Linked DNA regions of Mus musculus: regions 1, 2, 3, 4 and 5 are each linked to region 6. The links are chromatin contacts, called in public ChIA-PET, Hi-C and capture Hi-C maps. All regions are on one chromosome and are shown on one strand. The core of a region is the stretch at or near the end of the contact, and the rest is flanking DNA. Distances in the headings are between cores, read along the strand shown.

Region 1 (4,029 bases), core at 258-2,757, 640 kb before region 6:
TGGCCTGCAATTCCACAAGTGCCCTCACAAGAGGAAGACCAGGCTTCGATAGGGGATGTAATGCACAGCAAAATTAAAAATAACAGTATGACAGCGGTGCTGGAGAAGGCTGTAGGGGTGGCAGAGCAAGGGCCAGCGACTGCCACCAGGTACCAAGTTCACCTGACAGCAGTGACTCATGCTCTGGCCCAGCTGTTTCTGAGAAAAGCCCTGGTTCTCCAGGACTAGTCAGAATGGCCCAAGGGGAAAGACTACAGGTTGGAATTCTAACCAGGAAGAGTGGCTGGGCTGGTCACTCAGTGGCTGCCACCCAAATCCTCACCACCTCTTCCTTCTCACCTGCAGGGGCACTTTCTGCCCCTTTTGACAAGGGAAGAAGGACTTTTTCCAAAGAGATTCAACCTGTTCTAGGAAGGAAAAAACTAAAACCCGGGCACGGGCAGGAAGTGGCTCAAAGAAGTGAAGGGAAGACATGCAGGAAGAGGTAGGCTCCCCAGATCACTGAATGGGGAATAAATTCCTGGCTTGGCCAATGGTGCAGCACATGTCCTGGGCAGGAAGAAAACCACATTCTTTCCTAGTTACTCTCTGTTCACTCGACCGCGTCAACACCCCCCGAGCCAGCACAGGCAAACACACATCCCAGACACAGACTCAACACCCCAGTCACTTTAGTAAGATGAACCCTCAAGCCACTTCCCCTGGGGTCCTGCAACTTCTGTCTCAGTGGATGGATGCAGGGTGATACCGTGGCTTGGGTGGGGCATCAAGGTGTGACCCAGAGTGAGGCACAGGAAAGAGGGACACAGCCAGGATCCCTAACCCCACTCCCAAGCCAGGAGGCAGTACCAAAAAGCCTGGAATTTCTCCCAGATGAAGAGTGGAAAATGGAGAGACCAAGTGTGGTGGCTACAGTTGCCTCCTGCTGAGTGCCCAGGGGAGGAAGCCCCCATGGCTAACACAACCACCTCCGTCGGTGAGAAAAACACAACAGCCTTGTCCAAAATATCCAGGGAAACAGGGTTACAAGAGTGGCAGGATCTGGGGCCAGGCAGTAAGTTTCTGTCAAACTACCCCTTCTATGAGTGGATCCAAACACACCTGTCATCCCAGCACTTAAGAACCTAAGGCAGGAGGATGGCCGTCAGTTCAGGGACAACCTGAGCTACATAGAAAGGACCTATTTTTAAAAAAAGAGACAAGAGTAGAGCCAACCTGAAGGATGTCACTGGGGCTGGTCAAGGTATCGCCAGGTGTGGACGCGCGGCCTTGTCCCCCACAGGTCCCCGCAAGTGTCTCCCCACGGCGCAGCCTACCCGCCAGGACGCCGCAAAGCTCACCTGGTGGGCCCGGTAGCTTTCAAAAGCCTTCAAAGCACTGTCGGTGAGCTTCACGTGGAACACCGACACCCTGCTGCCGTCGCTCACGCGCCCACACGACAACCCGTAACTCCTAGCCTCCTTCAGCGCCGCCATCTTGCAACCATCACTCCCCCGCCCCCCTCCTCAGCGACTGCGCCCGCACGCCGGCCTGACCCGCCCCGCCCCGCCGCGCCGCCCGCCGACGTGCTGCATTATTCATGAGGCCAGCATAGCCACGCCCCACTCCGGGCGCGCGTGCCTTCTTTGACAGAGCTGAGGAACATTTTGCCTCGGGCCCGCACAGATGGCCACGCCCCCAAGCACTTACAGGCCCGCTCTCGGGACCGGAGACTGTGAGTCTTGCTGTATTATTCAAGAAGAGAGGTTAGCCACGCCTTCCCGCGCGCTCCAAACCCGCCTTCAAAAACTAACCACAGCGCAACTGGCCACTCCCTAAGGGTCTCGCGAGGCCAGTCATAGCCTTAAAACAGCTCTTCAGAGCTCTCTAAGAAACTTCCCTCCCTTGCAAACAACTCCCATGCGCGTGCGCCAGTTCACAGACAGGCTCCTCCTACCTGACGACTCCTCCTGCATTATTCATGAGACGAAGGCAGCCTCGACCCCAAGACTGCAGGAAACCCATCCTCATCCCAAACCCAGCAAAGCCCTCTCAGCCTCGCGACCTGTCGCGTGAGTGTGTTATTTATGAGAAACTGGCCGTGATCTCCGACGTGTTGGTAGACTGCCAGGCCGCGACGACGAACACGTTTGTTCGCAGTTGCCAGCCAGATCTAGATGGTCACTCATATGCAGCGAGCCCACCCCGCCCCCAGTGAAAAAAAAATCACCTTAAAGAAACATATTTAGCCACGCCTACACGCGTTGAAGCCCGCCTCCTCTACCAGCCCTATGCCACGCCCCCAAACGCCCATGGAACCCTGCGTCACCGAGGAACTGCTCCCCAAGCGCTCCGCGTTTGGCCACGCCCCCAAACTCCCGTAAAGCCCGCCTACCGACTTGCTGTATTATTCATGAAGCAGGCGTGGCCACTCCCCCACCCCGTGCTTGCTGATTTTCCCAGACCACCGCTTGCCCGCCAAACGCCCAACTGATACGCCCCCCGCAGTCGCAGGGTCTGCCCTACTTCAGTTCATGCACTGGGCTACATAGTCAGACCCCAAGCTCCCGAGGCCCTCCCCAGAAGCCTCAGCCGCTGGGCAAGCTGAGTTATTCAGGAGTTGCCGCTGCCGCGTTTCAAAAACCAATTTTCAAGGGTTTCCCACCCAACTGACTTAAGATCCCTGACCGCTTGACCGACGTGGCCTATTCCCCACCCGCTCATAAGTATAAGAGCTGACGGTTCCATCTTTCCAAGCTCCTAACCTCGCCGCTACATGTGTTACTCATGAACCCTTAACACTTGAACTTGGGCCTTTCAGCTTGATATTTATGCTTTTTTTCCGCGTTCCTTGGGTGGAGTCTAGGCACAGCTCTCCAGAGGGTCAAGTGCCAGGCCTGCTCGCACCAGGACGGAGTGGGCGTCTGTTGAGGCTTGTGGTGGGCGTGGTTACATAAACCAAGTGGGCGTGGGCTTGCCCGGTCCAGCTAATAGGGGGGATCCCCAGAACCAGGGCAAGAACTGTGGAAACAGGATGAAGTGCTGATTATGTCTGATGCTAAAAGTTCAACAACTGGATGAATATCCCACACGTCACGCGCTGGTTTTCCAATAAACAACTCTTAACGCAACATCCAACACGTACTCAATGTTGCACAACCGACACCACTGACTGTTCCAGAATATTTCTATCAAAGGAAAGCCTGGTCCTCATTTGCAGTTTTTCCTGTTCCCTCTCTGTCACCTGGCAACTCTGATCTGCTTGTCTTTGTGGGTATTTCATAGTGCGGTCCTACAACCTGAGGCCTTTGAGGTGTGATTGTTGTCAAGGATCATCAATTGGTGATGAATCAGAGCTTCGTTCCTTTTTGATGACTATGTAATATTTTGGTGTGTGTAATTAACAGCTTCTCTTACTCATGTGATGATCAGCATCAATTACTGCTGCTCACTGCTTACCTGTGGACACTTTTGTTTTTGTTTTAAGATATATTTATCTGATGTCTGCGAGTACACTGTAGCTGTCTTCAGACACACCAGAAGAGAGCATCAGATACCATTACAGATGGATGTGAGCCACCATGTGGTTGCTGGGAATTGAACTCAGGACCTCTAGAAGAACAGTCAAGACCTCTGAGCCATTTCTCCAGCCCTGTAGACAGTTTTTGTTTTTGTTTTTGGAGACAGGGTTTCTCTGTATAGCCCTGGCTGTCCTGGAACTCACTTTGTAGACCAGGCTGGCCTCGAACTCAGAAATCCGTCTGCCTCTGCCTCCCAAGTGCTGGGATTAAAGGCGTGCACCACCACACCCGGCTAAGCATAAAGTTTTTAACATGTTATGGAGAAGAGGTCCTAGCTAGTCAAGCCATAGAGTGGAGCTGCCAGCTGCAGTCTCCAGGAGACATCTCTGTAGATTTAGTTCAACCACAGAGCAGAGTCAGGAAATGCTTTGTTTCACCAACACAGTCCTGGTCTCCCTAGTGCTAAGATGATAGGTGTGAGTCACCACCCAGCTTTGAGCTACTTTTATGTGCATGAGTGCTTACATAC
Region 2 (3,937 bases), core at 770-3,269, 870 kb before region 6:
TAAGGGCCATCAAGGTGGGGAAGGTGTCCACTGCAGGGTGGGACAAAGCACTTGTCCCAAGTGAGGACCATGCCTGACCACCAACCCCTGCACCACAAAGTCTATGCCCATGTGCACGAGGCCCAGCATGGTGAGTGCCAGAGGACCGAGTGTGGACCCCAGCTATGCTGTGTAATTCTAGAGGAGTGTCTTTCCCATTCTGTGCCTCTTTACAGGACTAACCCCAGTGACTTGCACACTTCATGTGCACTGAGCACACCTGAATTCCCCCCAGCTTTGTGTGATCCAAGAAGCTGAGGTTCCTAAGGCCAGAGGCATGTCCCACAATGGTCCAGTAAGAGTGGCAGCCCAGGACAGGCTCTCCTAGCCCTACTGTGAGCATGGCCATGGGGGAGCCCAGACTCCCATGCTGTGTGATCTAGCAGCCATGTAGTAGGTTGCCAGTGGTGCAGCTCTACACACTCCACGAGGGGAATTCGCAGGCACTCAAACCCTCTGCACCTCCCTGACTCGCAGCCAGTACCTTCTGCTGGAAGGGAGACCAAGGCTGTGCATGAGTAGCCCTCTACCCATCTTGGAGCTGGCATCAAATAAAGTCCCATGAAGACATCTGATACTGGTGTGTGCATTTGTGAGTGGCTGGGGGTAGGGAAAAACTGATGGCTCGATATCATCTAAGTGAGTTTTGTTGGCTGTATAGGGGTTTGGTTAAACACTTAATCCAAGCCAGCCTGCATCCCAGCTACCTAGCAGGCTGGGATCCTGGCTAGGGCAATAGGGCAAAATCTCATCTCTAAAATGAAGTGTTTCCAGGCATGGCTGTATACACATGTAATCCTAACACTTGGAGGTGGGGGCGTGGGGAGGCACGAAGCAGAAGGATCATGAGTTCAGATACAGCCTGGGCTAATAACAAGACCCTGTTTCAAATAATAAAGCCAAAGGAATCAATGATTAAAAGCACTGGCTGCTCTTCTAGAGGACCCAGGTTGTATTCCCAGCACCTACATGGCAGCTCACAGCCGTAACTCAAGTTCTAGAGCATCCGATGTCTCTTCTAACTTCCACAGACACCAGGTACTCACAAGGCGCACAGTTGAACATGAAGAAAAACACAAAATCTTAAAAAGGAAAAATCCAAAACGCTGGGCGTCATAGCTCTTGCTTTTAATTCCAGTCGGGTTATACGCGGCTGTAATTTACTGAACCTGGATCCTGTGCAAGAGCAGTGAGCATGCTTAACTGCCGAACTCTCGCTGCAACCCCTCCGTCCCAATTTTCTACCCTAGTCTTTGCGGTGAGCTAAAATAGATAAATGAATCCCTCGGAAATCAGCCGAACAAGCTCGGCAACTTCTGGTTCTCTCCGTCTCGCCAGAGTCTGTCCGTATTTCCGGAAACAATCTCGCTTCCGGACGCTGATAAGCCGCATTCTCGCGCGTGTTGGGCCGGAGACACTTCGGCTGTTTCCGGACGCCTAGGGTTGTCATGGCAGTGCCTTCGCCTTCCATTCCTTCCACCAGCGGCTCTCCATTGAGGGTACAGCTGCCGAGCTCGTCCAGTGGACCTTCGGCAATTTCCGGAAGCTATCGGCGGCCTCCGAGTCAACTCCCAAGGCCTGGAGTTGAGGTCGTTCGGTTCCTCCCAGACACATTCCGCGGTCTGGCAGGTTCACGACTTCGTAAAAAACACAAACAAACCCCTGTTATGGCACGTTCTGCTGCTTCCGGAATGGCTCGGGTATCTCAGAGTCCCAAGTCCACCGAGCCCAGCTTCGGACCGAATGCGTTCCCGACCCTTCCGCTTTCTAGTGTTTTCGTGAGCCTCCGACGGCCGTGCTCGGCTGTCTCCGACCAGCCTCGGCTGTCTCGTGGCAAAGCCCAGCCTCCCATTCCCGCGGGAGCACACTCGGCAGCTTCCGGAGGCTTGCCCGCGTGCCTCGGTCTTCGGGCTCCGCCTCGTGTGGGGGGAAAGGCCCGCCCTCCCGACCCGAGTGCGCTCGGCTATTTCCGCCTGGGGGCGGGCCCGAAGGCTTGGAACCGCGGCGACGGTGGCTGACGCAGGGATCCCGCGGCTGCGGCGACGGCGGCGGCGGTCGTGGTGGTGGCGACGGCGGCCGGAGTGGGTGAGTCGATGGTGGTGGGGAGGACCCGAGGAGAGAAGGAGCCGCACAAAACCGGGCTCCGAGCTGAGCGTGGGGCTGTGCAGCCTGCGGGGTAGAGACAGGGTCTCTAAGGCCGGGAGGTCCCCGCCCGCAACGGGGCGGAGAGCGGGACACGACCCCGGATCCGGCCACTTCCGTCGTCCAGGGGTCTTCGGGGTGCACGAGGGTCTAGGGGCCCGTCTGTGTGAGCACACAGACTATGCGTGCATCGTAGGCCCCTCCTTTTGCATTGGGGGTTCCGCGATACCCTCCCCCCATGGTGTGCAGACGTGCTCGGCACGGGGGCGGGCAGACGGGTGGCTTTCTTAGGAGAGGCCTCTCCGACCCTCAGTTTCCCTACCTATAACATGCAGGCCACAAGAGGCCGGACAGTGAGTCACACCGGATACCCTGGACCACAAAGCCTTAAGTCCCTCTAGGACACCTGCACCGGGTCCCCGAGATCTGGGGATGAAGCCCAGACCCTCCCCTTGGCACGCTAAACGCCTTTTTCATGGCTTCTTTCTGAAAGCCTCTGCATCCTAGACAGGCGTCTTCCACCATCGGGCCTTTGCAGGAACCGGTCTGTCTATGCATTGCCCTGTCCCTATACGAGGACCTGTCAGCCTTGCTCCCCCAGGAGGATGCACAGAAGACCCAACTGCAGGCTGGAATGGGGACCCAGGCTAGGACCCAATGTGGGGTGTCCAGCTCCTGTCCCCATCCTACTGTGGCACTAAGGTGACCATGGTTCTTCTTGACACCTCCCCTCTCTTGCATCACCAGAGAGCCCCAGGCTAAGGCAAGCTGGGGACACCCCTGCACCCTGTCTCAACCTCCCCTGCAGGAACCAAGGCTTCTGTTTCCTTGGATGCCCACCCAGGCCACAGCTCTTGATAGGCCATGTCCACTGCTCAGGTGTTCAACCCCTTCTTGGGGTTCCCCAATAACCCCAAGTCTAACTGGCCATGTGGTCACTGTCTTTGTTCCTGCCTTGAACTTGGGTGCATCTGTGGTTGGCTTCCTCCTGATGAGTGGGGTTCTTCAGAGAGCTCTGAACTTCAGTTCCCACAACCCTAGTGGGGACAGCAAAGCATTCAGCTCCCAGCACCCCGAAGAAAGGCTGTCAGTGTGGCCTCTCGGATGGGGAGACTAATCAGTAGTGGGACAGGGGCCAGCCCCAAGGTCACTGGGGGATTCTGTCCTGGCTCACTCCGCCTTGTCCATGTCCTTTAGGCTGGTGTTCCCGGCTGAGCATGGTAGCAGCCTGTGGTCTGGGTCCCTTCGTCTGGTGTCAGGCACATCTTGAAGAGCCAGTAAGCCTGGGCACCCACAGCCCAGCTAATGAAGGAGTGATCCACCTATCCCAGCTTGACCATCTGATGGGTGACACAAGCCAAATAATTTGAGAAAACACCAGGAACATCATTGCACAGGTGACTAAATGGTGGCCTCTGTGACAGATGGCCATCTAGGCATGTGCGGCCCCCGAGGTCGCCTGTGACTTCTGGAAGTAGAGGTCTACAAGCCCACCACACAGGCCGCACCAGCCCATGGGGTCCCTAGAGCCCCGGGGAGCCAGCTGACGGTCCAGAACCCCCCAGGCCAGCCATGGCAGGAGCCGAGGGCTTCCAGTACAGGGCTGTGTACCCATTCCGCCGGGAGCGGCCTGAAGACCTGGAGCTGCTCCCTGGGGACCTCCTGGTGGTGAGCCGGGTGGCCCTACAGGCACTTGGTGTGGCTGATGGAGGAGAGCGCTGCCCACACAATGTGGGCTGGATGCCTGGCTTCAACG
Region 3 (4,346 bases), core at 1,366-3,865, 570 kb before region 6:
CCTGCATCTGGAGCCGTCTGCCTTTCACACTGCTTTACTTTTTTGGAGAGAAGCTGCATAGCCCAGGCTGGCCTCAAAGATGCTTCCCCCCCACCCCCACCCCCCGCCTAGCCTTTAGAGGGCTGGCATGGTAGTTGTGCATCACCACAAGTAGCCTAGATCATCTTGTAAACAAAAAGATGGAGGAAATGGAAGGGGTAGAGATTTCACTGGCTCAGAACTCAGTGATTAAGACTGCTAGATGCTCTTGTAGAGGATGTATGTTTCGTTCCCAGCACCCATGTGATGGCTCACAGATACCCGTAATCTTTGCATTGCCTGGTCCTCTGCCATATCATCCTGAAGCCCCCAGGCATCTGGACCTGAGACTAGGGTGGCACAGACAAGGTCCCCAGGCATGCTTTCTTACTTGTCTCTAGACTGTGGCTGTATGTCTGACATGTGGGGTGAATTTGGACACGTGTGAAATGTGCACACATATGGACACCATTGATTGAGGCAGCATGTGTGGAGGGCATGCCAGCCATGGGCCTCTCTGCCAGTCAGGTTGAGCTTGCATACAGCACAGCTGGAACCAAAGTTCAAAAAGCTGACCTTAGGTGGTCAAGGGTGTGTCCTAGGGGATTGCAGAGACTCCTACATGAACACATTCACTGTTTATAGAGCAATGGCTGGTGTCTGTCCATTTGTAACAATGTCTGAGTACCTACTGTGTTTCATTGGGTTTGGTCCTACTTGGATTTTTTAGTTTGATCCACAGGTAGTCCAGGCAGACCTTGAATTTGCTGTTTAGGCAAAGATGACCTTGAATTGATCCTCTGTCTCAGCCTCCGAGTGAGTGCTGGGGCTGCAGGCATTGGGGTGCCATGTTTGGTGGCTAGTCTTTGATTTTACCTAAAGGAGTTGTACTTTCTAGCTGACTAGCTGGATGCATTTCAACCTACTATAAGCTGAGACTCTGGTGTGGGAGGTTGTAGGCAGCCAAGCCCCTCAAGCATTGCTGCCATTTATCCTCTGAGCCTTAAGCAAGGAGGAGTGATGGAAGGGAGAGAGGAAGAAAGAACAGAAGACAGAAAATAATAAAAAAGGAAAGACAGCCAGGCATGGTGATATATATGCCTGTCATTCCAGGACTCAGAAGGGTGATGACACAGGAGGGTTCACAGTTGCAGGCCAGCCTAGGAGACACAGTCTTAACAAAAGGAAGACCTTAACAAAAGGAAAGCCTTGCACAGACATGGGCCTTTGAACCATTGCTGAGGGTTGCAAGTCTATAGCGTGCTTGAGGTAGAGGGTGTGGAGGCTGGCTTGTGTCTCTGTGGGCAGGGATTTCGGGAATGGGAGCTAGAGTATGAGGGCAGATACAGAAGGGATGGGGATTTGAGAGTGGCATTGGGCCCTGAGGTAGGAGGTTCTGAGCTTACTATATGCTGAAAACGCTGAAGCAAAGGGTTGGAAGTCAGAGGGTTGGGTTGGGTTCAGGCTGGGAAAGGGATATGGCTCGGGGCAGGATGCTAGTGAAGAGGGTCTGTGCACTCAGGGACTTTTGTTCCCTCACTCATCAGAACATGCCATCTGAGCCATCCCGCTTCTGCCAAAGATAAGCCACGCCCACATCTGTGCGCCGCCTAGCCCACACCTTGTTTGCCCCGCCCTTCATGGCACGACCTTCACAACTTAGGTTCCACATCTCCTACCAAGGCTCTTCCCCAACCCTCCCATTCTTGCAGTCCAGACCCGCCCCCTCATTATGATGAGCCCCGCCCAAGTCCCGATCCTTCTCCCAGCCCTGGCCCCGCCCAGGCACCTCCCGAACGTGGATTCGGCCCTCTTCCCATCCCAGGCATATGTTCCCAGCAGTTCTGCTCTTAATTAAAAGACCCTCCCAACCTACCCTTTGCCTCACCCCTCCGCTAACCACGCCCCTCTCGGGCTAGACACTTCCCATCATCATCCTGGGCTCCTTCCCTCCTCTAGGGGCGGCTCCAGTCTTCCTCCACTTTTCTTCTGGTCCAGCATATATCTAACACCAAGAATGACCCTCAGGCCGCCTTCCCCTTCCTGGTTATGTTGGGAAGTAACATGGTTCCATTTCCCGCATAGGCCTTCCAGCCACTCTCTCCACAGCCAAGACTCGCCCCTCTCCAAACTCAGGCCCTACCATACCTTGGAGCCAACCTTTTCTCCCACAGAACTTTTCTTCCACAGGTCTCTTCCCTCCTTTACATAGGCCCCGCCCCTCTTTAGGTCATGTCCTGCTTGAATCACCTTTCTCAGACCCCTCCCTTCTGAGGGCCATGACGTCTTCAACCCTTACCCCCACTTCAGGTACTATCTTCCTTAGGTCCGCTCTTAGGCCATGCTTATAATTCTTATTGCACGCCTCCAGGGTTTTAAGCGCCACTTCTCTTCAAGGCTCCGCCCCAATCCCCGCCTACCTCTTTGGCCCCTGGTCTTTCAGGCTCCTCCCCCTCACTTTCTTTGGCCTTACTCGATGTTCTTCTCCGACCTGCTCTCCTCAGGCCCCGCCCCTGATCCCAAGCTCCGCCCACCACTCGAGTCCCTCCCTCCTTCTCAGCGGCTCCGCCCGCTGCCCCGGGCCCCGATCTCCCGATCAGCGCGCCGCCCCATCGCTCGGGCGCGCGGCGGAAGATGGCGGAGTCCGGTGGCAGCAGCGGCTCTAGTCAGAGCCCCGAGCGCCCGAGCAGGTGAGTCCTACGCCTCTGTTGGCATGCACCACTTGGCTCGGGCGGGGCCGACCCGGGGCCGCCGGGGGCGTGGACGTTCCGAGTCCCTGTCGTTAAGGTCCTGAGCTATGGCGTAGGCCTGAGGGCAGGCTGAGGCCCGGCTTCCTGGGAGCTGCGAGCCCGGGGCTGAAGGGGTTCGGGGAAGGTGACGTGGGAAGCTCCACAAGGACCCTGGGGCCCGGGAGGGAGCCGAGGCGTTCGTGAAGGGAGCACTGAGACCACCTGGTTACCTCCACAGGTCCTGATGGCAGGGAACAAGAGGCCTAGGCATGTCTGGAGGGGAACACTGAGGCCAGTCACCTAGGAGCCTGGACATGTCTGAGGAAGACACTGAGGCCAGTCACCTAGGGGCCTGGACATGTCTGGGGAGACACTGAGGCCAGTCACCTAGGGGCCTGGACATGTCTGGGAGACACTGAGGCCACTGGGAGACCTCAACAGGTTCTATTTGTCAGAAAATTGTCTAGGGGCTTGATAGGTGAACAAGGGACTTGGGCATGCCGTGAGGGGACACTGAGGCAACCTTGGGGGCCCCAGCAGATCCATCATGATGGCCAGGGAGTCTCAGGGACTGTGAGAGGTCGGGATGTATTTGTGGAGTTTGAGCACTGTGAGAGAAGATACTCAAGAGTATAGGGTCTTTCTTTAAGACCCCCTTCCTTCCACCCTTCATAGGGTTTAAATACCCCTCCCCTCACTCTAAACGTTTGAATTGGAGGTCTTGCCCTCAGATATTGGGTCCACGTTCACCCCTTTTAGTTAAATGAGGTCACCCTTTTTCCTGGTCAACTCTGAAGGTGGGTTCCTTGAACTTGGGAATTTGCATAAAGATGGCAAGTATTTTTAAATATTTGTTTTATTTTGGTTTTTCAAGACAAGGAATCTTATAGCTGGTCTCACAGATGCCATATAGCTGAGGATAACATCAAACTGCTGGTTATCTTTCCTCAACCCGAATGATCAAGATGACAGGCATGCATCTCTATTCCTGTGGTGCATGCTAGGTGAGGACTCTACTACTGGGTCATATGCCTGCCCTCTACCCATCCTATTTTTAAGATAGTGACTGATTTGTATAGCATAGGCCAACCTTGAACTCAAAAACTTTCTGTTGCAATACATTTTTGTGAATTGATCTGGAGTCTCAGGGGAAGAGCACCTACCGGTCTTAGGGAACTCTCTTAGGGAGCACTCACACCCTCCATTTTCACATTAACCCAGAGCCAGGAACCCCTGCCCTGAGACAGCCACCACCCTTGTGAGATCAAGGAGGAAATTCAGTCTGTAAATGGTTTGGGAATAAACCGAAGCCAAGGGCACTGGGCCTAATGATAACGAACAAAGTTGGCCCTCAGGCAGGCCGGAGGGCAGGGAAAGATCTGGTGGCCTGTGGATCTGAGTTGAGCATTAGGACTGGAGGGAAGATGCTGATTAGGGAAACCCTGCTACCACCTAGAGGAGGCATTGGCCCTGCCTGTTACCAGAGCAGCTGGAAGCTTCAGAGTGAGGTCAGAGCAAACCAGGGACTCCATACAGGCCATCGGCAACTGCAGAAACTGGGCGCTCTGGCCACAGAAGAGTGAGTGGCAGCACACTGGG
Region 4 (4,307 bases), core at 310-2,809, 540 kb before region 6:
TGTGTGTGCATGTGTGCCACAGACATGTGTGCCTTTTTCTGATCCCTTCTACTTCTTCATGTGAAGCAGAGCATCCCACTGAATGGAACGTGAGGCTCCCCTTTCAGTAGAGTGATTGGCCAGTCCCCTATCTGCAGCACTCAATGGCCACGCCAAACTTTAATGTGTGTGCCTGTACAGCAAATGCTAGCATAACGGAGCCTTCTCTCTAGCTCTATTTGTTTTTATTTATTTATTGCTTGCTTTTCTTTTCTTTTTTTTTTTTCTGAGGCAGGGTTTCTCTGTGTAGCCCTGACTGGGTAATCGCTTTGTAGACCAGGCTGGCCTTGAACTCAAAGAGAACTGCCTGCCTCTGCTGGGATTAAAGGCACGTGCCACTATGCCTGACCTTAGCTCTCTAATTTTTCTTTCTTTCTTTTTTTTCAAGACAGGGTTTCTCTGTAGTCCTGGCTGTCCTGGAACTCACTCTGTAGACTAGGCTGGCCTGGAACTCAGAAGTCTGCCTGCCTCTGCCTCCTGAATACTGGGATTAAAGGTGTGTGCCACCACTGCCTGGCAATATTTTTAAATTTAAAACATTTATCTATGTATCTCTGTGTGTGTGTGTGTGTGTGTGTGTGTGTGTGTGTGCACATGCTATGTGTATATTTAACTTCTTGCCAAGGCCAGAAGAGGGCGTTGGATTTCTAGAACCTTAGTTGCAAGGGCATATGAGCTATTCCATGGGATCACAAAGTCAGGTCTTTCTCGAGGACAGCAGGTGCCCTTAGTCTCTGAGCAATCTTTCCATCTTTCCAGAGAGCCCCCCCCCATTTGTCTTTTTTTCTCCGTGTCCTGTGTCACAGGCTGGTTTGAACTCACTCTACAGGTAAGGGTGGCTTGAATTCCCCATCCCCTTGGCTCCAGCTGGTCGTACCATCATGGCCAGTACTGTCTTTTTTCTTAGAAGGCGCAGCACATTTCTCCCATTTGAAACTTTATTATAAGTGTGGTGTGTGTGTGTGTGTGTGTGTGTGTGTGTGTGTGTGTGTGTGTGTGTATTGCTGGGGACCGAACCCCGGCTTCTGTGTGCCAAGTCAGGCTCTGCCCAGGAACTGTACTTTGGGACCCCTGCTCAATTCCTGGTAGGAAGTCTGCTCCCTTCCCCGGCTGTGTAGCCCAGGGCCCACTCTGTTCATGCCTGTGCCCTGGAATACAGCAGGCGCGCCAACAAGTCCTCAGCGAATGCTGGAGTCCAGTGAATGCAGGCATCAGTTCTGCCGTGTCCTCTGCCACTCAAGTCCCTCGCTGATGGGACAGGACCCGGACCGCTGTCCAGCGAACCACGCGCACTGCAGTGCGCCTGCGTAGGCACGCCCCTCCCAGGCTCCCGACGCGTTGCCCAGGCACGCGCAGGCGTGTTCACCCCAACGCCACACGCCTCTCCCGCGCGCCGGCGCCACGCTCTGGGCCGTGCTTGCGCCTGCGCGTTCTCTCCGGCCGTGGGCCCGGCCGGCGCCTGCGCGGTGGCTCCCGAGAGTGGGGGGGGCCAGGAGGTGGAGGAGGAGTAGGAGTAGGAGGAGGCGGCGAGAAGATGGCGACTTCGAACAATCCGCGGAAATTTAGCGAGAAGATCGCACTGCACAACCAGAAGCAGGCGGAGGAGACGGCGGCCTTCGAGGAGGTCATGAAGGACCTGAGCCTGACGCGGGCCGCGCGGGTGAGAGCGCGGGGGAGGGGAGGGGAGGAGGGAGGGGAGGAGGAAGAGACGCGGGGGCGGGGCTGCGGCCGCCGCAGGTGTCCCCACGCCGCCACAGCGCTGAGCGGCTGCTCGCGAGATTGCTCTTTGGACTTGACAGGTGGTCCCATCGCAGCTACCTGAGTGGACTGGTGTCATCTATTATTGTTGTCTGAGGGGACATGTGCCATCATCATAGCTATCAGAATGGACACGTGTCACCCCCCTGATTGCTACCTGATGGTACAGGGACTGCATCATTGCTACCTCGTAGGACCTACGACTCCATCATTGCTACCTGAGGGGGCAGGTGTCACCCTTCATTGCTACCTGGTGGGGCAGGTGTCACCCTTCATTGCTACCTGGTGGGATAGGTGCCACCATCTTTGCTACCTTCAGGGAGAGTTGTTCCCTTAGTGTTATCTGTGTGGATAAGTGGCCCCATTGTTGCTACCTTGAGGGGATAGTTGTCACCCTTTATGCTACTTGAGTGGACAGGTCTCCATTAATGCTACCTGAGTGGACGGTTGTCACCCTTCATTGTTACCTAAAGGAAAGGGGTCCTTTCATCGTTATTTGAGGGCACAGTTGTCACTCCATTGGCACCTGAGGAGGAGGTGATACTGTATCATTGTCACCTGTGCCTTCCTTGGTACTCCTACTTCTGCCGTGAAGGAGATGTTATCCCTCCTGGATAGCTGAGGATATCCCTCCTCCATGTTTGGAGTCAGCATAGAGGTGGCTGCTTGGTTCCCATGCATGACAGGGAACAGCTGCCAACAGACTGGGTGGCTGGGCCATTTGACAGGCATAGCTGGCCTTGCTAGGTTCTTGGCCAAGTGGAGTGGATGCGGAGCCTTATCCTTCCATGTCAAGTGTGTGTCATCAGACTTTCCTCAAGGGTGAAGGAGGTGATGCTGGTGTGTGGCATGTTCTGCACACCCTCAGACCTGGGTTCTGAGTCCCATGTGACCTGCCAGGGGTACTTACATGAGGCTTGGATTCATCAGTGGGCACCTTTGGGTCAGGTAATCTTATAGTCAGTTGCTTGTTTCTCCAAGATTGTGGCATCGTAGGCGAAAGTGAGTGATTGAATGTGGTGGTTTTCTCACTTTCAATCAGACTCTGTCCCCAAAGCCCTCGGGGCGGGGGAGGGGGGTGAAGGGGGGCATGTTCTCCCTCAGTGTATTGAGAAAGGCATTGAGAAAGGGCAATGAATGAACAAATAAACAGTGTATCATCTGCCGGGTGGAGATGGTGGTGCACAACTAATCCCAGCACTCGGGAGGCAGAGGCAGGATGATCTCTGAGTCCAAGGCCAGCCTGGTCTACAGAGTGAGTTCCAGGGCAGCAGGAGCTACACAGAGAAATCCTGTCTCCAAAAGCCAAACCAAAACAAACAAAAAGTGTTACCATCCCTGTGTTACTTACAGGGCAGTTGAGTTTGCTTCTTGTTTCTAGCACATAGTAGGTGTCTGCATACAGTTGGTGTCAAATGTTTGCAGTGTAACCAGAACAAAGAGTTTCATAGTTGACGTTTTGATGGACATCTGGTTTCTTCCTGGGATTGAGAGTGAATGATGTGGAGGAGGTGACTGAGGCAAGGCCTCGTGTAGCACAGATGAGCCTTGATCTCACTGAGGAGCTGAGGATGCCTTTGGATGCTCCTGCCTGCACTTCCTGAGCCCTTAGAGGTTCTGCAAGGATGGAACAGCCTGATTGGAATGTAGTTGAGAAGGAAGGTCTGTGTGTGTGACCAGTGGCGCTCACCAGCTTCTTTGAATCATATAACCTATACCACCCTCTTCCAGAACTGTTTCATTGCCCTAGAGGAGATTGGCCCCTCAGGCAGCCTAGCCACATCCCCTCCCTATGCTTACGGCTGTTCTGGGATCACAGCCCTCTCTGTCTTAGTGGAGTTGGTCTCCATGCTCAAACCATCCATGTAGCATTTGCCCATGCCCCATTTCTTATTAAGAACGAGGCAGGTTGGTGATAAAGGTAGATGATAAACGCTGGATAAAGGTGCTTTCTGCCAAACCCAAGGACCTGAGTTCAGTCTTTGGGACCCATTTGGTAGGAGAGAACTGACCCCTGAAACTTGTCCTCTGGTTTCTGTATGTACAGTGTCCCATGAATAGCTTGAGTTCAAAATATATATAATATGGTAGCACATGCTTGTCTCTCGGCAGTCTGAAGGTTGAGGCAGTAGGATCACTGTGAGTTTGAGGTCTTTAAAGCTAGCTTAGGCTGTAAAGCAAGGCAATTAAAAAAAAGTGGGGGCCTGCTACGGTCATGGTGTGGTAAGGTGAAGTGCATGTCAAAAAGCCCAAGGACCGAACGTTCACTTGAGCCAGGATGATCTCCAGGCCCTGTCCACCCCAGCCTTGCTAGCCACTCAGTGGGCTGGGAAGATGCTCAGTGGTAACTGCACTGGCTGAGGGCTCAAGTTCATTTCCTATCATCCACAGCAGACAGGTTACCACTGCCAGTGACTCCAGCTCCAAGGGCACCTGAACTCACATGCAGCTACACACACTAGCCATAATGTAAAAATTAAAATTGGCCAGGCATGATGGTAGTTGCATAT
Region 5 (4,479 bases), core at 240-2,739, 910 kb before region 6:
AGGCAGAGTGTGGTGTGGCTCTCAGCCTGGGAGGACCTGTGTCGGACCTGAGGCTCCCTCTGGGAACGATGTCTTCTCAACGCAGCAGCCATCACCTGGGCCTGAGGCTGAAAGACAAGCGTGAGTCCTGTGAGCCTGGGAGAGCACAGGAGCGAACATCAGCTTGCCCACCCCCGAGTCCGTCTGTGTCTGTTTGCTATCAGCACAGCAGCCTGCAGACCCACACATCCCTCGCCCACACCCCTACCAACCCACCCAATTCACCCACCCCACACCCCAAAAATCCACCCACCCACTCAAACGCTCATTCTCACCCAACCTGTCTACCCACCCATTGTCCATCAGTCCGTCCTCTCTCAGCCGTCATCCCTCCCCCAGGTGGCCCATGGGTCCCTCTGTGACTGCCAAGGGCACACACAGGAAGGGGGGTGGGGCAGCACATTTGCCCTAGAAAAGCAAGCTGCTGAGGAGGGTAACAGCCCCACAAGTGCACGATCCTGGTAGTCAGGGGCAATAACAGTCCCCGGGGGATGGTGATGTCCTGTGGGGATTCCACTGAGGTGTTCCAGCACCAGGGTCTCCCTAGAAGCCTATGTAGACACAGAGTGTAGACACACCAGGCAAGGACGCCAGCCTAACTGGAAGCATGTCAAGATTGTCCGGTGAAATTGGCCTTTTGGATTCTAAGGTGAGGGTCTTCTTCCCTCCCCTGGTGACCCCAGCCCTGCAGCCTGAAGTCATGCTTCCCTCTCTGCCGCCTCAGGTTCTAGGATGGTAGCCCTCTGTAGGAGGGGCCCTTGCCTCTTGCTATGAGTAGCACATGGTATCCTCCAAAGGCCTGCAGCTCTTTTGCTGGGGCAATCCTGACTGCTATCCCTGGAGCCAACAAGCTACAGATGCCTGGCCTACAGAGGAATAGAGAGGCATAGAGAGGCATAGAATTTGCCCAGAGTCACACAGCAGCCATGACTGAGGTGGATCCACGGGGCCCCGGCCCTTCTCAGCCTGGTCCAGGCGTTGTCCTGATAGGCACGGCCTGTGCATATCCCATGTATGAGAGTCTATGGCAAGCTGTGTGCAGAACATGCAATCTTCCATGTGTCTGCCATCCCTTGAGCTTTTCTTGTTTAAGAAGATGGGAGATTGGAATGGGTCAGACTCCTCTGAGAGGGGAAACTCAAACCCGGACTTAAGTTAGATCCAAGGCCACAAGGACAAAGAGGAAGACGGCCTCAGAAACCACCAGGCCATGGAGCCTGTAGGCTGCCAGGGACCCCTCCCTACCCAGGAGAGTGGTGCAAGGATTGGTGGGGACTCACCGCCTAGCTGGCAAAGCAGGAGGAAGGTGATGTGTTTGCTGGTCCCTGCCAGCCCCATCATGTCCATGAGGAGCCGAGTCGTGAGGCCCCAGGAACTTCTGCAGGGCTGAAGGGGCCCAGCCGCCTTGTCCACGCTCAGAAACACACTGACACTGAGAGAGAAAGAAAGTGAAGAGGGGGAGAAGAAAAGAAAGAAAAACTCATTGTCTCCAGGCCAGTCAAAGTGAAAGCAAAAGCCAGGAAGTCAGCCCAAAGGTGGGGGCCCCTCTGCACTACAAACCCACCTTGGGGTGAGTAAGCCTAGAAATCTCTTGGAGGGTTTTTTTTGGGGGGTGGGTGGGGGGTGGGGACAGGGTTTCCTGTAGCTCAGGATGAACTTAAATTTACTCTGTGGCTGAGGCTGGCCTTGAACTCCTGCCCTCACATCCCTAGTGCTGAGATGACAGGTGTGTATCACACCTCTCCTGATCCAACGGGGACTGGGGATGGAGCCCAGAGCTTCCTGCATGCTGTGCAGATAGATGCTCTAGAAACTGAGCCCCCACCTGCAGGTTGCATTTTAAAGTCCATTTTCTAGTACAGGGAGGTTGAGATAAGGGATGGCCATGATTTTTGTGGGCAGCCTGTACTATATAGACAAAAGGAAGAAAGAAGGGAAGAAAGAAAGAGAGAGAAAGAAAAAATTAAGTGGTATGACCGTTCTTTAAACATGTCATCAGGGGAGGAGAGAAAAAAAAAGATGTTATCAAAGCACGGTGGTGATGGTCCACACCTTTAATCTCAGCACTCAGGAGGCAGAGGCAGACAGATCTCTTGAGTTTGAAGCCAACCTGGTCTACAGAGTGAATTCCAGGACAGCCAGGGCTACACAGAGAAACCCTGTCTCAAATTAAAAGTTCCAGGGCTCACACAGATGATAATCTTTTGTGGGTTGGGCATAAGGGGAAACTGAGGCCTATACAGATGAGTTCATGGTGCTCTTTTGGGGGGAGGGCAGCTTGGAGCAGGGGCTATGTTCTCAGGACAGCTGGCTCAGCCTGGCCCAGGGTCAAGTGTCCTGAAGGCTATGAGGTCAGCAGCTCTGGGACAATGAGGCTGTGTCTCTGCCCTGGCACACTCCACCCGTGTGACCCACACAGACTGGCTCCCTGGTGCTCACAGGGAGGGACCAGGGGCTGGGGGAGGGATGGAGTCAGGGAGATGGAATAGACACACAGGGAAAGCCAGGTGCAGTAACACAAACCTGCCATCCAAGCACTTACCTGGAAGGCTGAGGCAGGGGTACTGCTGTGAGTTCTAGGCCATTCAGAACATTCTAGGTCGTGGAAGAGTATAGCATGAGTTTGACCTGCACCCTGCCCCCACCATTGTCTTAAAATGGCCTGCTCTCAGAAAGACTGCTATGGCTGACTCCACATCACAGATAAAGAAACTGAGTCCAGGGGCCCCAGTTGGAGGCAAAGAGATGGAGTGATTCAGCATCACGGGGGCCAAACTTGGTTCTTTGGGAGCTGTCCACATTCTGCCACCATTGCCTTCACACAAATACATGTATCTGTCTCTGTTTCCCCCAACAAGCTGCATGTGAAGGAGGCCGGGCTGGGTGAATGGCAGCCAGGCAGCTATAGTCGGTGCTTGGTGGCAGCAAGACCATGGCCTCAAGCTTCTTCAAGTGCCAGGCTGGGGGGCCTGCCTAGCTAGGAAGGACCTAGGGAGCCATGGAGGGTGTGTGAGGTGGGGAGGAGATCCCAAGCACACTGGGGTGCTGAGTTTCCCCTTATTGAGGTCACATTGTGGGGCACTCACACGTGTCTTCCTCCCCCACCCACAGGCTCCTTTGAAAGCTCAGTATAGATAGCTAAGTGCCCAGAGTGCCCCACTTTCAGGAACATTACACACATGGGGGCGGGGAGCAGGAAGGAATAGGTCACAAGGGCCCCGGAAACCATAGCAGAAGAAACCACTGAATGTCCCTATGGTCTCGGCTTCTGCTGCTGGTGGCCCAGTCAAGGGAGTGACCTTCCCTTTCTGTGCCCAAGAGACTCTGAAGCCCTGAAACAGCATTCAGAGAGGGTGTTGAAGACTGAATAGGAGTTTTCAAGGAACAAACTTTGTTCATTAACAAGCATACGGGCACCAGTTATCAATAAGAACAATTTAAAAGATTTTATTCTTATTTAATGTGTGTGGTGGCTGCCTGCATGTATGTCTGTGCACTACACGTGTGCATGGTGGCTGCCAGAAGAGGTGCTAGATCCACTGGAACAGAGGATTGTGAGCTGCCATGGGGGCACTGGGACCTGCCGATGCTCTAACTGCTGACCAACTCCCATAAAAACATTTAGAAAATCAGCTATACTGTTCAAAGGCATTTATGTCTTTATATTTGGGTTGTTAACACAGGGTCTGATGTACCTCAGGTGGACCTTGATCCTGCTGCCTGACCACGGCAGGAGAATTGCTCATAAGAGGTCAGGAGCTCTGGTTCTTGGAGCTGTCAGGCCCCAGCCAGCACACGAGAGCAAAGGCTGCATGCAGTTTGAGTTTTTTGCACATGGGTTTTCAGCCAGACTCCAGCCTGCCTGCCCCACAGAATTACTCACTTTTTTGACATCTGTTTGGCCGGCAGGCGCTTTGGGAAACCAACTGGCACTTCCTCTACCTTGAAAACACACAGATACCATATGGCCCTGGGAAGTCCACTCGCAGGTAAACATCCAAGACGCAAAACATATTCCAAAAAAGACATTCCATGTTCTGCAACTATCATTGCATCTACCCCAGGGTAGCTACAAAACGAAGTGGCCAATGGCCACCGGTGGGTAAGCCAGTGGGAACTCCTACTCAGCCTTTTTAGGAAAGCACACCTGACAACCCAACAAGGTGGGTGGAGTTTGAAAAGATGTGAAATGGTCAAGGAGAGAAGAGTGTGTCAGGCTGGAGATGGGGCACAAGAGAGCCTGCTGGTAAGGATGGGGCTCTTTGGGGTGTGTATCTTAGGGTTAAGTGGTGGTGACGAATGTACTAAAACCCCTTATTTGTTTTGAGACAATCTCATGTAGCTCAGGCTTGCTTACTATTCTCTATGTAGCCAAGGATGACCTAAGGAGATCTCTGCCACCTCTTCTCATTCTGGGATGAAGGGTAAATGCCAGCATGG
Region 6 (3,963 bases), core at 1,193-3,692:
TTGGGGGGGCTGGCTGGCTCAGAGAGTAAGGTTCTCGATTCTACCTCCAACACTAGGAAGAAGGGCAATGGGAAGTGGGTGGTGTAGTCAACTTGTGTACTGGAATCTCAAAAGACAATATAGAAATACAAACCCTGAGTCTACTGAGCCCCCGCCTTCCCAAGCCCTACTTCTCAGGTGCGGAACACAAAGCACAGCCTGTATCCATTGGCTCCCTCTGCCCACTGCCAGGGGAGTGGGTTTTTTTCTCGACTCTGGCATACTCCAGCTAGCCCCAGACTTTAGGCCTCTCCCCTCTTATAGCCTCAGTCTCCCCATCTGCCAATGCCGCAGTTAGGGCCCAGCATGAGGAAAGTTTTCACATTCAAAAACTCCAGGGCACCAGAAACCTGTGGAGTAGAGGGGAGCTGGGGCTGAGGCCAGCTTGAGTCTGTCTCTGGATACCACCGCCCACGGGAGTTCCTCACAACGTACAATTATCCCCACATCTCGGCTCTTCTTTTACTTGGCTTGCACTTGCATCCTTGTTGAAGGCAAGGATGGTTGAAGCTTCTCAAAATCCCAATATCTGGTTCAAGACATGCAGAACTGGACTGCACACCTTGGAAAGTGGAGGCAGGAGAATCCAAGTTACAAGCCAGCCTAGGCTGCATAGTGAGGTATTTGATCTAACTTTGACACACAAAATCACCACCACCACCACCAACAACAAATCAAGAGATCATCAGTAGATGGGTCTGGTTTTTCCCTGTAAACTTTTCCCATAGGGAAAACAACCATCACCAAGGACTCCCGGCTTCCAGAGACCTGAGTACAATCCACACCTGTCTCTGCACAACTGACACCTATGTGGGTGTCACATCTGTAAATGCTGTTCCAGCCAACAGGCAGTCCCGCTGATCCCAATTCAAGTATCATCAGATCCTGGCGGATGACTATAGAACTTTTAGGAATTTATCCAGTTTAGGGACGTGAAGAATCAGGATTTGAATCTCCCTACTCCGGTTTTTAGGTCTAAAGGTAGAATTTCCACATACTCGCCTTTCTCTAAGTTGCCGAAAACTTCCCACCCCCTGCTCAGTGACAAGGTTCCACCGCTAACCCCAGTTGCAAGGAAGAGCGAATTTATTGCAGGTTCCAACCTGGAACTTAGCGTGCACGGCTGGCCCACGGTTTCTCTGTAGCATGGCAACCCACCGTGCAACAGCTCATTCTGCGCAGGCGCAATGCTTCTCTCTCTTCTCTTTGCGCCCCTCCCGGGGCCTTCTCGCCAGAAATCGAGGATGCGCATGCGCTCTCCAGCAATCAGTTTGTGCAGGAGGAATCAGAACCCAACAGCAGGCCTCAGAGGGCCGCCGCCGTGGGGGAAGGGGAAGGGACAGGACGCGTGCGCAGTGGCGCGCGGCGACTTCGCGGGTTTCCCGAAGCTCGCCCTTCGCGCGTGCGCCGCCCTGGCTCTGTGCCTGGTGCGGCGGGAACAGCGAGAACCCCGGCTCCTAGCCGGAGTCCCCGGCCCGCAGCCAGCCATTGCGCGCCACCTGGCCCGCCGAGGGCCGGGCAGACGGGCTGAACTGTAGCAGCTCGGCGATCAAGGATTTGCATCGTTCCGACAGTTCGAGGCCGTCAGGGTAGAGCACGCCGCGCTTCTGGCGCCGGGGTAGGCCAGCAATGTCCGAGTCGTCGAAGGGCATGCACCCGGTGACCATGACGTAGAGCACAACGCCCAGGCTCCACACGTCGTATTTCTTAGGGTCGTAGGGGATGCCCAGGAGCACCTCAGGTGACGCATACGCGGCCGAGCCGCAGTAGGTGGTGCTCAGGTCTGGGTAGCCGTGCGCCTGGCGGCCGAAACCGAAATCCGTGATCTTGACGCGGCGCTCGTCAGGGCTTAGCAGCACGTTTTCGCACTTGAGGTCGCGGTGCACCAGGTGGTGGTCGTGCAGGTAGCGCACGGCGCCCGCGATCTGCGAGAAGAGTTCGCGCGCCTGCGACCCCGGGATGCGCCCGTTGCGCTGCACTGCCTGCAGCAGGTCGGTGGCTGCTGCCTCCATCACGATGTACAGCTTCCCATTGCACACTTCGATGAACTCGAAAACGTGTACGATGTGCGGGTGCCGTACTCCCCGCAGGATGGACAGCTCTCGAGGCAGGAACTTGTTGACGAAGTCCGGAGGCGCTCGCCGGCGGTCCACCACCTTGATGGCCACCGTCCCTTTATACTTCTTGGAGGTGGCCACTTTCACCTTGGAGTAGCTGCCCTCACCTATCGTGCGGCCCAGCTTATAGCCAAGTTCGCTCAGGAGTTTGTCGCCCGACATGGTGGCGCCCGGGGCGCGCGGGGAGCAGGAGGCGGCTGCTGTCGGGGGGCGGCCGGACTCCAATCTCGGGCCTAACCCATGGTGCTTGGCACCTGCACCCCCGTGCCCCCATGTGCCCACTCCCAAGGCCCTACAGCCGCGATGACTTTTATTGCCCGGGTAACAATTTCTGCCTTGTGAAGTGACTGCGGGCGTCACTCGGCCTTGGGGCGGGGACCCTCCCTCCCCCGCCCCGCGGGCTCCCTAAACCCTTCTTAGGCTTTGTGACTCAATCGCCCTTAATGGTCAGTTCCTCGTGAGAAGTCACTGGCGAGGAGACTGCCCACTGATGTGGAACAGGACAAGTCCCTCCCTGAAGTGATGGTGCTCAGGTGGGTGGGAACCAGCCTGTTGCCTCGAGCCTGGCTACCATGGCTCACGAAAGAAAGTAGGTGAACTCCCAAGGTTTTTAGTGCAAGAAACACGCCCGAGAGAGCTCTAGATGCAGACCACAGTTACTCCCTGCCTAGGGCCAGAGGGAGGAGGGACTGACTTCCGGATCGCAGCAAGGCTAGCGTAACGCTTCCAAATTATAGGGAACCTCCTGGGTGACGGAACTTCCGCCACACTCAAAATGGTGGTCGCGCGTTGCCTCACTTCCGCTGGTGGCCGGAAGTTGCGGGTCCTGCAAGTATGGCGGCGTCGAAGGTGAAGCAGGACATGCCCCCGCCAGGGGGCTACGGCCCCATCGACTACAAGCGGAACCTGCCCCGCCGGGGACTGTCGGGTCAGTGTCTCAGTGTCGTCCTGTTCGTCGCAGACCAGGCTTTTGTTATGCGGTTAGACGAGAGAGGGCAGCCTGCGGGCTTCAGAGTGCACAGTGTGAGCGGAGGCTGAGTTGGAATCTTGGTTTTCTAGTGCAGCATCCCGGAAGCCAGAATGTTCATGTCCCCTAGTTTCCAGCTGGCTTCCACGGGCCTGGAAACTAAGCCTGCGAGAAGCACTAACCTGGAGTTTGGAGGCTTTTGTTTTGTTTTAGGCTGGCCTCAAACTCCGTAGCAGAGACTGATCTAGAACTCCTGATCTCTTGCCTTCACTTCCGAAGGCTATGCTCATAGGTATGCACCGTTATACGTATTTTTTTTTTAATGTTTTTAAATTTTTTTTTTTTTTTTTTTTTTTTTTTTTTTTTGCAGATAGGGACTTACTATATAGCCCAGGCTGGCCTCAAACTCGTGGCGACCCTGCCTTTGCCAATGGATTGCTGGGATGACAGACAGGTCCACCCAAGGCAAGATGTGTGTTGATTGTAACATAGCATAGAAGGCTAGTCTTAAACTCTAGCCTCCCTAGTGCTGGTTCCTCTTCTGGCATTCTCTGCCCACCCCCAGCCCCCACCCCCACCGGCTTTCGTGGAGCCCAGGCCAGCCTGAAATTATGAACACCCCAACTCTATGCCTTCATAGTACCAGGATGACAGGCATGTGCCCACCAGGCTGTGTTTTTAAGTTTTTAAAAGTGTTTTAAGTAACATTTAGAATTTTATTATCGATTTCAACAGGAAAAGAATATGAAGAAAGTTAAAGTCCCCACTGTCAGTGCTCAGAGTTACAGAAATACAGTAGTTAGCAACTGGGGCCCAATTGGTAGAGTGCCTGCCTAGCCT

Evidence for each region. A called contact is a pair of places that touch in the nucleus more often than the background predicts. ChIA-PET counts read pairs in DNA pulled down with a chosen protein or histone mark. Capture Hi-C pulls out chosen DNA fragments and counts their contacts.
Region 1: a contact with region 6 is called in an RNA polymerase II ChIA-PET map of memory CD8 T cells, with 47 read pairs. The contact joins the promoter of Ell here to the promoter of Tssk6 in region 6. A contact is called at or near these places in 3 of 39 promoter capture datasets (embryonic stem cells, neural stem cells and pre-B cells), 3 of 484 Hi-C or Micro-C datasets (CD4 T cells and regulatory T cells), 2 of 115 datasets of contacts at active chromatin or transcription factors (astrocytes and memory CD8 T cells) and 3 of 9 other capture datasets (adipose tissue, liver and pancreatic islet).
Region 2: a contact with region 6 is called in a Hi-C map of uterus. The contact joins the promoter of Pik3r2 here to the promoter of Tssk6 in region 6. A contact is called at or near these places in 3 of 39 promoter capture datasets (the SN4741 cell line, liver and pre-B cells) and 2 of 484 Hi-C or Micro-C datasets (B cells and uterus).
Region 3: an RNA polymerase II ChIA-PET map of memory CD8 T cells shows a contact between it and region 6, with 7 read pairs. The contact joins the promoter of Klhl26 here to the promoter of Tssk6 in region 6. A contact is called at or near these places in 4 of 39 promoter capture datasets (cranial neural crest, frontonasal cranial neural crest and liver), 1 of 484 Hi-C or Micro-C datasets (B cells), 2 of 115 datasets of contacts at active chromatin or transcription factors (astrocytes and memory CD8 T cells) and 1 of 9 other capture datasets (liver).
Region 4: an RNA polymerase II ChIA-PET map of memory CD8 T cells shows a contact between it and region 6, with 30 read pairs. The contact joins the promoter of Crtc1 here to the promoter of Tssk6 in region 6. A contact is called at or near these places in 1 of 39 promoter capture datasets (liver), 1 of 484 Hi-C or Micro-C datasets (embryonic stem cells), 2 of 115 datasets of contacts at active chromatin or transcription factors (T-cell acute lymphoblastic leukemia and memory CD8 T cells) and 1 of 9 other capture datasets (macrophages).
Region 5: a capture Hi-C map of macrophages shows a contact between it and region 6, with 4 times the contacts expected there. The contact joins the promoter of Il12rb1 here to the promoter of Tssk6 in region 6.

What each region holds. Positions count from the first base shown.
Region 1 is chr8:70,537,153-70,541,181 of GRCm38.p6, reverse strand. Ell (elongation factor RNA polymerase II) reads right to left here and starts at 1,507. Exons shown (of 12, transcript NM_007924.2): 1 at 1,341-1,507. The coding sequence starts at 1,475. Gm51534 (a long non-coding RNA gene) reads left to right here and starts at 1,653. Exons shown (of 2, transcript XR_003947400.1): 1 at 1,653-1,714.
Region 2 is chr8:70,774,794-70,778,730 of GRCm38.p6, reverse strand. It overlaps Pik3r2 (phosphoinositide-3-kinase regulatory subunit 2), which reads left to right and starts at 2,019. Exons shown (of 16, transcript NM_008841.3): 1 at 2,019-2,124; 2 at 3,379-3,937. The coding sequence starts at 3,754. 2010320M18Rik (RIKEN cDNA 2010320M18 gene) reads right to left here and starts at 1,869. Exons shown (of 1, transcript NR_029440.1): 1 at 1,125-1,869. Mast3 (microtubule associated serine/threonine kinase 3) reads left to right here. Exons shown (of 26, transcript NM_199308.2): 26 at 1-614.
Region 3 is chr8:70,475,212-70,479,557 of GRCm38.p6, reverse strand. Klhl26 (kelch-like 26) reads left to right here and starts at 2,615. Exons shown (of 3, transcript NM_178771.3): 1 at 2,615-2,708. The coding sequence starts at 2,653.
Region 4 is chr8:70,436,825-70,441,131 of GRCm38.p6, reverse strand. Crtc1 (CREB regulated transcription coactivator 1) reads left to right here and starts at 1,559. Exons shown (of 14, transcript NM_001004062.2): 1 at 1,559-1,699. The coding sequence starts at 1,574.
Region 5 is chr8:70,805,459-70,809,937 of GRCm38.p6, reverse strand. Il12rb1 (interleukin 12 receptor, beta 1) reads right to left here and starts at 1,489. Exons shown (of 16, transcript NM_008353.2): 1 at 1,320-1,489; 2 at 48-107. The coding sequence starts at 1,386.
Region 6 is chr8:69,900,663-69,904,625 of GRCm38.p6, reverse strand. Tssk6 (testis-specific serine kinase 6) reads right to left here and starts at 2,442. Exons shown (of 1, transcript NM_032004.2): 1 at 1,108-2,442. The coding sequence starts at 2,318. The coding sequence ends at 1,497. It overlaps Ndufa13 (NADH:ubiquinone oxidoreductase subunit A13), which reads left to right and starts at 2,606. Exons shown (of 5, transcript NM_001382215.1): 1 at 2,606-2,689; 2 at 2,894-3,084. The coding sequence starts at 2,991.